3 separate regions of the Sus scrofa genome follow, and all the other regions are linked to region 1. The links are chromatin contacts, called in public promoter capture Hi-C maps. All regions are on one chromosome and are shown on one strand. The core of a region is the stretch at or near the end of the contact, and the rest is flanking DNA. Distances in the headings are between cores, read along the strand shown.

Region 1 (4,017 bases), core at 994-3,493:
TGCAGATCAGAATTTTGATCCTGGATGTCAATATACAGCTCCCCACAATGTCCCCCACCAATAAGGTGCTATCTCAGGGCCTTATTCTTTGTGCTCCCTCCTCCTAACTCCCTAAACTAGTCAGTCCCAGCTGGTCTAGAACAGCCTCTTATTCCCTTTTTCTCATCCCACACAATTTAGCCTTCAAAACTCCCCCACCTCACTATGGACTCCCCTTCCTGTAGGTACAGGTTAGAAAAGCCCTCCTGGAAAATGCAGGCCTTTAGCTGACGCCCTTAAGCCAAGCAGAACCCAAAGAAGGTCTTAGATGGCCCAGGCCAGACCTGCTGTACATTTATATTCAATCTCTTCAAGACAACCAAGGCCCCATTCTGGGTACTAAGGAAAGAAGGGGAAAGGGTCCATATCTGAATAGGAAAGAGACTGGTCGTCCTCAAAACTTTCATATTAGGTCAGCCCATCTCATGACTCCTGGAGGCATGGAGGGGCCACTAAGGTGACCTCAAAAGCCTTTTCTAACACTTAGGTTCTGAGAATCTTTATTCACTAGGGTTCTAAGATTCTTTGATGAAGGACAGAAACCCGTAGACCTTTTACTGGTCTCCCTACTGCCACCACAGCGTCCAACCCTAACAATAATGCTGTACAGGAGGCAAAGCTGCAGTGCTCACTTTATAGATGAGTAAACAGTGGCCCAAACTTCAAACAAGAAAAAGGAACTTGTTTGAAGTCACCAAAGTAGCAAGGCTGCCTGAATCCAAAATCCAGGCTTGGAGTTCCCGTTGTGGCTCGTGGTTAACGAACCTGACTAGTATTCATGAGGACTAGTATCCCTGGCCTCGCTAAGTGGGTTAATGATCCAGTGTTGCCGTGAGCTGTGGTGTAGGTCGCAGATGCAGCTGAGATCCCAAGTTACTGTGGCTGTGGTGTAGGCCAGCAGCTTCAGCTCTGATTCGATATCTAGCCTGGGAAACTTCATATGCCACGGATGCGACCCTAAAAAGAAAAAGAAAAAGAAAAAAAAAAAAAAAAGACAAAATGGAGGCTTAACCCTCCATGGTATTAAGTTTTAGGAATGGAAGATAATGGTCTGACTGGCTATCTGAACACAGCAAAGGAGATCTGTGGCCAAGAGGGTGGGATAGGCTTCCATTAGGTGGGTGTGGGCATGGTGAGGCCTGTCTTCCCAAGGGCTGGTGCTGCTGCTTGCTTCAGGAAGGTTTCTGGTGGTGGGAAGTGGCAATTTTTGTGGCATCTGGTACAGGGGCTGTGGGGGAGGAACTGTGATTCCGGCGTTAACGGTGGAGCTAGAGACCCCTGTAATCCGCAGCCTCCGCCATCTGGACAAACTCCCGCTAATACTGGCAGGTGGGGTTTGCCCTAGCCAAGCCTCTGCCCACTAGACACTCAACCTCAGTCTTGGCTGACAGCCCCTAGCGGGGTCTGAAGGCGGGGGCGGCGGGGGGGGGCGGGGCAGCGGGCCCAGCCCAACTGACGGGAGGCCATTCCATGTCAAGCGGTTTGTCGAACACAAGATTCCGGGGGTAGGGTGGGATTGGAAATGTCAAAGGCAACTCGATCCGGCCCATCTCCCTGTCCTGCCCAGCGTCGGGATCCAGGGGATCGAGTGACCGAGTCTACAGCCTGGAATCCCCCACCCCCCACCTCCCGCGCTGCAGCTACAAGGTCCGAAGGGACAGACTGAGGTCAAGGGACCAGTGCCCGCTGGGAACCGCGGCCGGAGGAGGGGCCCAGGTGTCCAGGCTCGCCACACCTACTTACTCGTTTGTAGGAGCGAAAGTTCAGGAAATGTCCTCCCTCGGCAACCTCCCAAGGACTTCCCGCTAGGCTCATTCAAGGCAGTCGACTCCAGAAGTGAAGGTAAAGGGGAGGCTCCCGCCGAGCCCCTCCACGCTAGCTGAAGTTGAGTGGCAACAGCGCAGCGCGGGGCGCCGCCTCACTGAAGACAGCTGAGGCCCTCCTCGGGCCCCGCCCCCTGGCCGCTCGGCCACGCCCCGGTCTTTTGGTCTCGCCTAGAGTCGTGGAGTCCACCTGAGTCCGTGGAGCAAGACCATCCTCCCACAGTGTCACGAGGACTTGAGGCCACGCCCCTTAGCTTCCGTGCCTCCCCCTACACCCCCGCGCCACTCCTCCTCTGCTCTGTGCCCAACTCCGGGCAGCTTGGGCCCTCTGCCAGCCTGGAACCTCCCAAGCCCGCCTCCTCAGCCTTCAGAACCCCGCCCCCTCCCCCGCGGCCATTGCTTACCCTCAAGAGGGCGGCTCTCTGCCCCAGGCCTGCTGGGAAATGTAGTTCTGGAGAAAGGTGCAACTGTCGAACTTTATTATATAGAGTCCTCCAACCTCTGGGCTAAATTTGGGAATCGTCTGAGGAGGAGAGAGCTGCCGGGCAAAGGGGCGGAGCCGAACCCTTGGGATTTATTTTTCTCCAGATGTGAGCAGCTTGAGGTCGTCTGGGTATAACGCTTATTAGGTCTCCATAGGGGAAAAATTTCACCACATGGTGTTAGGGTAGCGAAATTCTGGGAGGATCTCAGTGGTTCAATGCAGGTTAGATCCAATCAAGGACCCCACAGAGGGAGCTTAGTTCCACCAGCTTGGAGGCCCAACCTGTACATTCCCACTAGACCAGACCACAGCATCTGAGATCAGGAACTGAGAAGACAAGCTTCTGCTCGGTATTTTGCAACGCCTTTCCCCATCCACTGCCCCCCACTCCCCTTGATGAAAGCCATTAGAAGTACCCATGCTGGAGTTCCCACTGTGGCTCAGTGGGTTAAGAATCTGACTAGTATCCATGAGGATGTGGGTTTGATTCTTTGTCTCCCTCAGTGGGTTAAAGGTAAAAGGATCTGCAGTTGCCCTGAGCTGTGCTCTAGGTCACAGATGCAGCTAGGATCTGGCTTTGCTGTGGCTGTGGTTGTGGCCAGCAGCTGCAGCTCTGATTTGACCCCTAGCCTGGGAACTTCCTGTGGCCCTAATGACAAAAAAAAAAAAAAAAAGAAAGAAAGAAAGAAAACCCATGCTACAAGGAAGTGGGCATGCCTCACCATACTTCTCCCTCCAGGGGGAACTGGGTGCAAACATACGGAAGATCCTAGAGATTTTGGAACACCCCACCCCTTCCTCCCAGGGCTTTGTTTTATAATTTGAAATTTCTTGGTCATGAAACCCTTCAAAATTGTTTGGACCCCTTGGACTTGGGTGGGCATGGCAGCAAGGGTATCTGAACAGAGACTTTTAGGCTGTGATGGAGGCTCTGGGAACAGAGATCAAGAACGTTGGGAATAGGGACATGGCTCTGACTGCAGAATGGAGGCATGGAGGTGAAGGGACATCTAAGCTTGGGGGATAGTGGGGAAATGTCAGCTGTAGGGCTCTCCTGGGGTTGAGAGGTAGATGGGCCCTCCCGCATGGCTAGTTTGGGCTCTGAGGTGGAAAGGAGGAGGACATGCCCCTCATAGGAATATTATGTGTCAGGAGGGCACTCCGGACCACCCAAGGGAAATATTGAGGTGATGAAATGGACAAGGCGACTTTGAGAACTGCATCGCAGTTGAGGGGGCTTGGCAGAGGCCTGAGTGACTGGCTCCTCACTGCCAGATCCTTCTGGGGAAGGACACTGGCGGCAGGCTTTAGGGTGAAGAATTTATTTATTGCTCAGCCCCCTTAGCCCGGCCAGTCTGGGGTCTACCAGCAGTGGTAGTCAGGATAGGTCTCAGACACAAACTCAGGGTGGACAACATAGTTGTTTCTCTGGGGGCCACCAGTCTTCTTGAAGTGACTTGTGTCCCATCTGTGGGGAGAGATGCGTCAGCTCTTTTGGACCCTCATACCTGCCTGGCAATTCTCAATGCTAACTCCTGCATTTTGCTCCACAATTCTCAATGCTAACCTTATTTCAGCATTTTGCTCCCAGCTCCCTAGGCTCCAACATTGACCTCTTAACTTTAGGTTCTACAGTTAAATTTTAGATTCCTGATACCCGCTCCCTAACAG
Region 2 (4,017 bases), core at 1,120-3,619, 320 kb before region 1:
TAAACCCATTCTCCTCCATGTTTCCCTACCATTTCTCCCTACACAGTACGAGTCACTCTGGCTAATACCAAGAGACACTCCTGGTGAGCACTGCACAGGCTACACCAGTTACCAGGAAAGGGAAGCAGAGGTGTTATTGTTGTTCCAGCCTGGTTCTAAAGGCAGCTCCATGTGACTAGTGCAGGCCCAGCCCACATTTAAAGAGAGAGGCAGAGTAAACCAGAGCAGCATGAAACAGGCAGGAGGGGCAATTACCACAACCCTTTCCCATGGCCTCATTCCCATGCCACCACTTCCAGTCATATTTCAATGATAACAAAAACCTCCTTTCTCTGAATCATATTCTGAATTATTGAAGGTCAGAAGCAATAAGGAAGCAAACGGACAAAAATCAGAGCTGTGGGAAACAAGTGGGCCAGGGTGCGGGGCCGGGGACATTGGGGTGGGGGGTGACTACTCAACATATATGTGAACTAGCCTTAAGGACGAAAAATCAGGAAGAACACACTGGAAGCAAGCCCAAGAGTAGTGTGGCGGAAACTAATCACGTCTGCCCTATGGTAAGACAAGGCTTCAGAGCAATGGGAGGATAGCCCTAACTTAGGGGCTCTACAGGCAGGTTAGAGATTCGGGTGCACTGGAAGACCATAACATCTCCAGAGAGTGGAATTTATCCCTTCCTGAGACAGACACCACCCCAAGAGAGTCACCCAATCCCCTCTGTAGGAGAGCTTAAGTATTAATATTCACCTTCCTTCCACTTCCATTAGACAAACTGACACTAAAAATTAAGAATGCACAATTTCTGGTGAAAAGCGAGGATTAGACTACTCACATATCCCTTGGTCTTAAAAGTACTATCATAATCGAAGCGAAAATATAAAATTACATTCACCCAAAAAATGAATTGTATGCCCTTTATCAGATAAAAGATGATCTCTGGACACCTTATGGAGACCTTCAAAACTCTCAATTATTCAGACGCACAAGAGCTGAAGAAAGTAAGCCTAAATACTAGTAGAGACATCTTGGATACAAGTAGAAACAATATCCAACAGAGGTGGAAGTAAACTACCGGATTATGTCAAACAGGAAATAACAGGAATGATGATGGAATCACGCAATCAACTCCCAGAGAGAACAAGGATGAGACCAGAGTGGTGAGAACAGTGGTGGCACGTGAGGTGCGAGGACAACTAATTAGACTGAAAACCCTGGGGGAAAAGTGGAAAGCCAAGTGAAAAGTGATTCAGCGGCAAAGAAAACTGAGATGCAATGCACCAATGGAAGAGTAACATTTTGAATAGTATTCTAAGAGTGCTTTAGTTTACAAAGCTCTTGCAAACCTACACTAAAGAACAACTGTGACACGGCCAGACTACAGGAACTGGGAACGTGGAGGAAAACTGAGTCCTAAGTGTCTGACACCAAAACCTTCCCGAATGAAGAGGAGAAGTGGAACTGCACTAGCCTCTGGGTAGCCGGGAAAGGCGAGAGAGCGCAGAAGTAAGGCTCTGAAATATCTAGTCCCAGGTCTAGCGACAGGCATGAAAACGGAAAAGTGGTCGGTCGGCGACAGCGTGGCGCGGGAGCTCCAGCGGACAGGCAAGGGAGGGACAACGGTGGGAGAGAAAACCACACCCTCCAGGGCAGAAACCCGACCGGGGGGAGGGGAAGGCGCCCCCTGGGGCTGGGTGGGGCCGGGACGACAAGCGTTGGGGTAGGCAGGAAGGAGCCCCGGACAACCCGCGGGAGAGAGGAAGGACTGCACCAGGCCTGGGCAAACTGAGGACGCGTGAAACCAGCGAGGGAAGCTCGGCCCGCTTTCACGGGTGGGCGCTGGGGCACTATGAAGAAGGTTGGAGAAAAGAAGAACAGAAGCCAGGACTACCGGGCGCAAGCTGCAGAGCTCAGGGACCTGGACCGGGGAAGGTGAGAGAAGGTGCCAATTACCGCTGCTGCTCTCGCTGGACTCGGGACCCGCTGCTGCTGCTGCCGCTGCCGCTGCCGCTTGCCGCTGCCGCTGCCGCCGCCGCCGCCGCCGCTCGTTACCTGCCAATGTGCCTCTTACAAAGCGGCGGCGGCGGCAGAGGCTGCTCGGCCCGTCACGTGACCTCTACGTCATGGGCGAAGGAGGAGCCACTACAAGTCGCTCGCCCGCGGCTCGTCATCAACCCGCCCACAGAGCGCGTCGCTCTCACTAACCAACCCCCCGTCATGCCCTCCAGACTGGGCCAGCATGGTTGAGGCAGGGGGAGGCACGCAGATGGAGCCAACAAGGGCGAGTTTACGCAGTTTCTCGTACTCGGAGTTGTTAGGGACGTGCTAGCTCCCGCCTCCAGGAAGCCCACAAGTGCAGCTCGTTGTCGCGCTGTGATGACCTCACAAGGCACCACAGGTCGCTGCCTTGCGGCCGCCTTCCTCTCATCACGTGAAGTGGTCCAACCACTCAAGAAGACCCTAGCCTGCCAAGCGTTGCGCCAGGGCACTACGATTCTCAACTTGCTGCACAGCAAAGCCATCTACCACCACATCCTTTCCCTCGTGGCTTCATGGATGGTGCGGCTGTGACTTCGGACCGAGGGAAGGCCGAGACGGAAAGCGGACAGGGCAGGCATCTGAGACTAATGCTAGTGAGCGGCCCCTGCTAGGCAGCTGAGCATGATTCCTGCTGGGAGATGTAGTCGCCGTGGGAGGTGGGGTTCGGCTACCACCTTCCCGAGCCGGCGCTCTGCCCCGCCCCCCTGCGCGGGAAAACACCAACGGCTCGCGGAGATATCCGTTGCACCCAGCTGGCTTCCCAGGGAACCTCCACCGGAGTGGGAAGGCCCCGAGGCTTACGTCCTACGAAACGTGGGCTCAAATTATGCAGTCCCAAGCCCCTTATGCGTGAAAAGACTAACATTTCTAGAAAGCCTACTCGTCAGCCGTTTATACAACCAGTTTTATTAAGTCGTAAAGTCAACCCTTTGAGGCTGGGATTGTCCCGGTTTTAAGCAAAGAGAAAGGATCAGGGAGGTTCAGTTGTTAACTGGCTGAGGAGACCCAAACCAGATTATCTGTCTCCTAATAATGAATAACCTGCCTCTCAAAATGACCTCACCTGTTAAGCATAAAGAAGGAGCTAATGGTTTATAATTGTAGCAGAGTATTTTAGAGTATGTTCTCAATTACTGGACGGTTGACCCTCAAAGGCAGTATCTAAGGACTTTGGAATCCAGCAGGCCTTACCTCGATTTGAGCTTTCCTTTGTGATAACACCGCTTCACCAGGTTGTGAAATAAGATTATGTAAAATACCAGATTGGCACAGAATAAACCCTCAATAAATATTAGCGATTATTTTCACACCCTGCATGTATCCTTGGGCACCATAGGTCCAAGATGAAAAGGGAATTAGCACATACTGATCTTTGTATGGGGCACTCTACGAGTTACTAACTTGCCAGGTACTAATAGACTTGTAGGTTAAAGTACTTGATGCAAAACACTTGAATCCTTAATAGCCTGCTCAGTTCAAGGGAAAACTTTGTTTTTCATCTGAATTGATCAAGAATGCTCAGGCTGTGCCTTTAACAAATAGAACTTATTATCATGACCATTCATGTGTAGATGTATCTTATCTCTCTTTTTACAGTGAGCTAGCGTTGTATATAGTCAGTTTAGTCTTCCTTCTTTTTGTATTTCTGCTGTATAGAAATGTGTGGGAGAGGAGTTCCCATCTTGGCACAGCAGAAACGAATCTGACTGGGAACCACGACGTTTCGGGTTCAATCTCCGGCCTCATTCAGTGGCCTAAAAATCCGGCATTGCCATGAGCTGTGGTGTAGGTCGAGGATGCGGTTCGGATCTGGTGTTGCTGTGGCTACAGGTCCAATTAGACCCCTAGCCTGAGAACCTCCATATGCCGTGGGTGCAGCCCTAAAAAGAAAGACCAAAAAAAGAAAAAAAGAAATGTGTGGGAGAGTCAAAGATAAAAACCATCCTTTGAGAGGCACAGACATAATGGAAAGAGCAC
Region 3 (4,017 bases), core at 853-3,352, 290 kb after region 1:
CAGAACCCCATACCACCATTCTGGACAGCCCTCGCCCTCCCTGATATCCCTTTTTCCTTTCCCAGGCTGCAGAGAGACTCAGGGCACTTCCTGAGGTTCATTACCGCCTGGGGCAGAAGGACAAGGAGACAGCAGCCATTGCCTGACCACACTGACCACAGGGCTTTCTGCCTGAGGGAACAAGGGCCTAGGGTTCGGGCAGATTTGGGGTCAATAAAACTGTGCTTCTCAAACTTTAATCACATGTTCTAACGCCAGAGGTCTTTGAACTCCAATCCTTAGGGTCTTGGGCTAAAGGCTGAAGGCACAGTTCCAGCTACAATTTTCTTGCCTATAGATGTGCAAAAACTTAAGCATACAACCTCCCCATCCGTCCTCCCCTGCCCCAAATCTCTGAACAAAATTAATTCTCAGTGTCATGTCTGGCTTATAGAGTCTCTTACTCCTAGAGTAACAAAGGCATCCCAGTTTAAAACTGTTTTAGAAGCCTTTGTTCTTGTCTTTGGCTGAGCCTTTGGGAAGGCCAGAGCCCCCTTTACCACCATCCCTAGGGGGTCAGCTCCACAAGCCTGGGACTGAGGCTTTGGTGGGGAGCGGGTGGGCAGGATCCTGGTCCCAGTGGTCAGTGGCCAGACCCTGGGCTGCTGGCCAGAAGCCTGGCTTTGTGAGTGGCTGCAGCTTGGCTCTGCTCCAGCCCACAGGGGCTGAAGGGGCGGGTAGGGAACGTGGACGTGGCTTTGTGTCCTTGGCTTTTCCAGACTCCCACGTGCAGCATGTTTGCTCAGGCTTTGCACACCTCTCTTGCCCCTGTGTCCCAATCACTGCACAGGGCAAAAGACAGCTCCAGTAAGGAAGGAGCTGTCAGAGTTAGGAGCTGCAGGGCCTGGAAGGAGGGGATGCTTTTTGGAGTGACCCTGGGTCTACTCTCTCCCCTAGGGACCTCTTTCCCTGGCAAGATTATAACTGTGTGGGAGCAACAAGCCAGGCAGCCCAGGACATATGAGGACACCCTGGGTCCTCCAAACTTTTAGGTGAGGATAAGAGCTTGCGAGCAATGCAGGAATGGCCAGAACAGAACGCTTTTTGTCTCCTGTCTTCTCAAGGGAGTTGAGTCTCTGGGAGGGCAGATCACGCAAGGCTGGACAGTGATGACCTGACCCTCGAGAACCTTGGCTGAACCTTCCCGTCTAGGATTCTTTCTCTCTTGAGAGAGACTGGAGGGGAAGGATCTGGGACTTGGAGTGTTGCTCTGGTCTGGAAGAAGCTCAGACAGATGTGGTACACATTTCCCTCAAGCCCCCATTGACTGGAGAGTGGGGGAAAACCCTGGATGGGTGGCTGCTTTCTTGACACACCCACTCACCCTCACACCCTTGATCCTACACCTTTGCTTTGGCTGCATTTCGGAATCACCTGGGGAATTTTATTTATTTGTCTTTTTTGTCTCTTTAGGGCCACACCTGAGGCACATGGAGATTCCCAGGCTAGGGGTCTAATCAGAGCCGTAGCCACTGGCCTACGCCAGAGCCACAGCAACGCAGGATCCAAGCTGTGTCTGTGACCTACACCACAGCTCAGGGCAATGCCAGATCCTTAATGTACAGAGCAAGGCCAGGGATTGAACCAGTGTACTCATGAATACTAGTCAGGTTTGCTAACCGCTGAGCCATGGCGGGGACTCCACGCCTGGGGAGGTTTAAACAATACTGATTTAACTGGAGTGTGGCTTGGCAGTTTTAAAACAACAATGGCCAGTGAAGTCTGAGAACCATTGCCTTACACCAGTCTACCTCCTGCCTTATCTTATCTGGAGTCGGGGGCACCTTCAGCCTCACCGTCACCTGCCAAGGGGCTCCTGAGCCACCGAACTTGAGGGGTTTGTTTGTGGAGGGGGAAGGGCCTCCTGGTCCTGCGGTCCCAGGAGGAGAGGCCTTCAGGCCCGGGACCCAGGAACCCCGCTCCAGACTCCGTCTCCCCCCGCGGCCTCCTCAGTCCGGGACGGGACAGGAAGTGTCCGGCAGAGGTGGGGGTGGAGGTGATTGGCAGTTGGAGGCTCCAATGGGCCGAGAGCCCCCCTATTTCGCCCCTTTCCTTCCATTGGTGCCCGGGCGGAGCCGCCCCCACTGCTGGGCCCCAGGGCGGGAGGGAGTAGAGGCCGGGGCAGAGGGCGAGGGCGAGGGCGAGGGCGGAGGGCGCTGGCGGCGGCGGCCGCGGAAGGTGAGGCCTGATGGGGCGGCGGGTGTACCCGAGGGAGCCGGGCCAGGGGAGGGCGGGGCAGGGGGGTGTGGGATTTGCTGGGCCGGGAGTGACTGATGGACTGTCAGTGTGTGTGTGTGTGTGTGTGTGTGTGCGCGCGCGCGCGCGCGCACGTGCGGGTGTGAGGCTGTGTGTGAAGAGGTCATTATGTGGGACCCCGCAACAGTGTCGCTAGTTGCAGCTGTCAGCTCGTGTGCCTGCGAGTGTCACCGTGCATGGGCTGAGTCGGCATGCGGCTGTGCCAGAGTGGGATTGTGTGTGTCTGTGCAGTTTGGGGGCAGAGACTGGGTCCTGTGTTTGTGTGTGGGAGAGGGCCCGTGACCACATCAGGGGATGTGTTTGGGGAAGGTCTCTGTGGGGTTTGAGACTCTGTCAGCGTGAGACTGGGTGGCTGGGTTTATATGCACCAATGTGTGACTTCAGAAGTGGCAGAGTAAGAATGAGGCTTGCAGTCTGTGTGTGTCCTGTGTCCTAACCGCTACTCTGGAGGAGTGGAGCTGGGTTTGCCTCTTAGGGACCCACTTCAACAGCTAGTGGGACTGACCTTTCTACTTAGTCGCTGGCAGGGGCACCCCCCATCCCCAGCACACTTGGCGTCCCCTCCTTTCTGAGAGTCCAGTTGCTGGTCGGCTGCTCCTTATTTTCTCTTTCCTCATCTGACTCAGTTTCTTTATATTTCTCTTTCTCTCCTACTGCTGCCTTCCTAGAGCAAGTGCTCTCGTGTCTTTTGAGTTTCATCTCCCCAGATATCTGTTTATCTGCTTTTTAGTCCTGCCTCTCACGTCCTCTGCTTCTCTGTCTCTGGGCCCCCACGTCTGACTTCTCTGTTCACCTTTGTCTCTTTGGCCACCTGGGGGCCTGGAATGGTGATGAGATGGGGCATCTGCTTTGCTAAGAGCTCCCTGGAACAGAGGGGAGCTTAAACTATGATGAGGAGTTGCTTTTGGGGGGTGCTGTGACCTCAGCCAGGGACAGAGTGCTAAGTGTGTGTGACGATGCAAGGAAAAGTGAGATGTGTGTGTCTGGCTGTGTGTCTGGCTGTGAGTAAATGGAAGTGTCTGAGGTTGATGTCTGAGTGTATCAGTGTAACTGTGAGTGGCGGGATCTGAGAGTGTGTGTCTGACGGTAAGTGTGGGTCTTGTGTATCTGGCACCAAGGGACCAAAGGCATTTCCTGGTGCTGGGGCCTGAAGAGCAGAGGGGGAGGTAAGAAATGGCTGGAACGTCCAGGGGAGGGGAACTGGCCTCTTTGGCTTTTCATTCTACCCCCAACGTGGGGCCTCTCTTCTCCGTCAAACGCAGCCGGCTGTTCCCCAAGGAAATATTTGCTGGGGAGTGAAGAGTGGGAGTGTGAGCATGTGTCTGAATTTTCATTCTGTTTCCACGTGTGTTCAAGGGCGTGTCTTCGTTGACCGTGCCTGGGGCGTCCACGCGTGAATGTGCCTGTGTTGGGCAGTGGGAAAACACGGAATGTCTCACTGACAGGGACGGCAGCAGCCCTCCTTTCCCTCTTGCTGGGCCTGGCTGTGCCTGTGGCTTCCTTTCCAGACTGGGGGGGAGGCGTCTTTCCTTCCCAGGGCCTTGGGTGGGAGGGGGTGAGAGAGGAGGAGGGGAGAGGGACGAGGGGGAGGGGGCCTGGCTAGGGGCGGCTGAGCTCCAGGGCGCAGAGGGGCGGGGGCAGGGAAGGGGAAGGAGGGGACGATTCTGGGGTCCCAGCACTGAGTAGAGCTGAGTCGGGTGCTGTAGCTGGTGGGAGGAAGTC

What was found. Promoter capture Hi-C pulls out the DNA fragments that hold promoters and counts their contacts.
Region 2: a contact with region 1 is called in a promoter capture Hi-C map of liver, with 4 times the contacts expected there. The contact joins the promoter of UBAP2 here to the promoter of KIAA1161 in region 1. A contact is called at or near these places in 2 of 5 promoter capture datasets (fetal liver and liver) and 1 of 2 datasets of contacts at active chromatin or transcription factors (alveolar macrophages).
Region 3: a contact with region 1 is called in a promoter capture Hi-C map of liver, with 4 times the contacts expected there. The contact joins the promoter of IL11RA here to the promoter of KIAA1161 in region 1. A contact is called at or near these places in 1 of 5 promoter capture datasets (liver) and 1 of 2 datasets of contacts at active chromatin or transcription factors (alveolar macrophages).

What each region holds. Positions count from the first base shown.
Region 1 is chr10:32,434,575-32,438,591 of Sscrofa11.1, reverse strand. It overlaps KIAA1161, which reads right to left and starts at 2,243. Exons shown (of 2, transcript XM_021064686.1): 1 at 1,783-2,243. It overlaps C10H9orf24 (spermatid-specific manchette-related protein 1), which reads right to left. Exons shown (of 6, transcript XM_021064685.1): 6 at 3,676-4,017.
Region 2 is chr10:32,754,059-32,758,075 of Sscrofa11.1, reverse strand. It overlaps UBAP2 (ubiquitin-associated protein 2), which reads right to left and starts at 2,369. Exons shown (of 28, transcript XM_021064693.1): 1 at 1,954-2,369.
Region 3 is chr10:32,147,400-32,151,416 of Sscrofa11.1, reverse strand. IL11RA (interleukin-11 receptor subunit alpha) reads left to right here and starts at 2,102. Exons shown (of 13, transcript XM_003130670.5): 1 at 2,102-2,217. GALT (galactose-1-phosphate uridylyltransferase) reads left to right here. Exons shown (of 9, transcript XM_005668044.3): 9 at 66-267. The coding sequence ends at 252.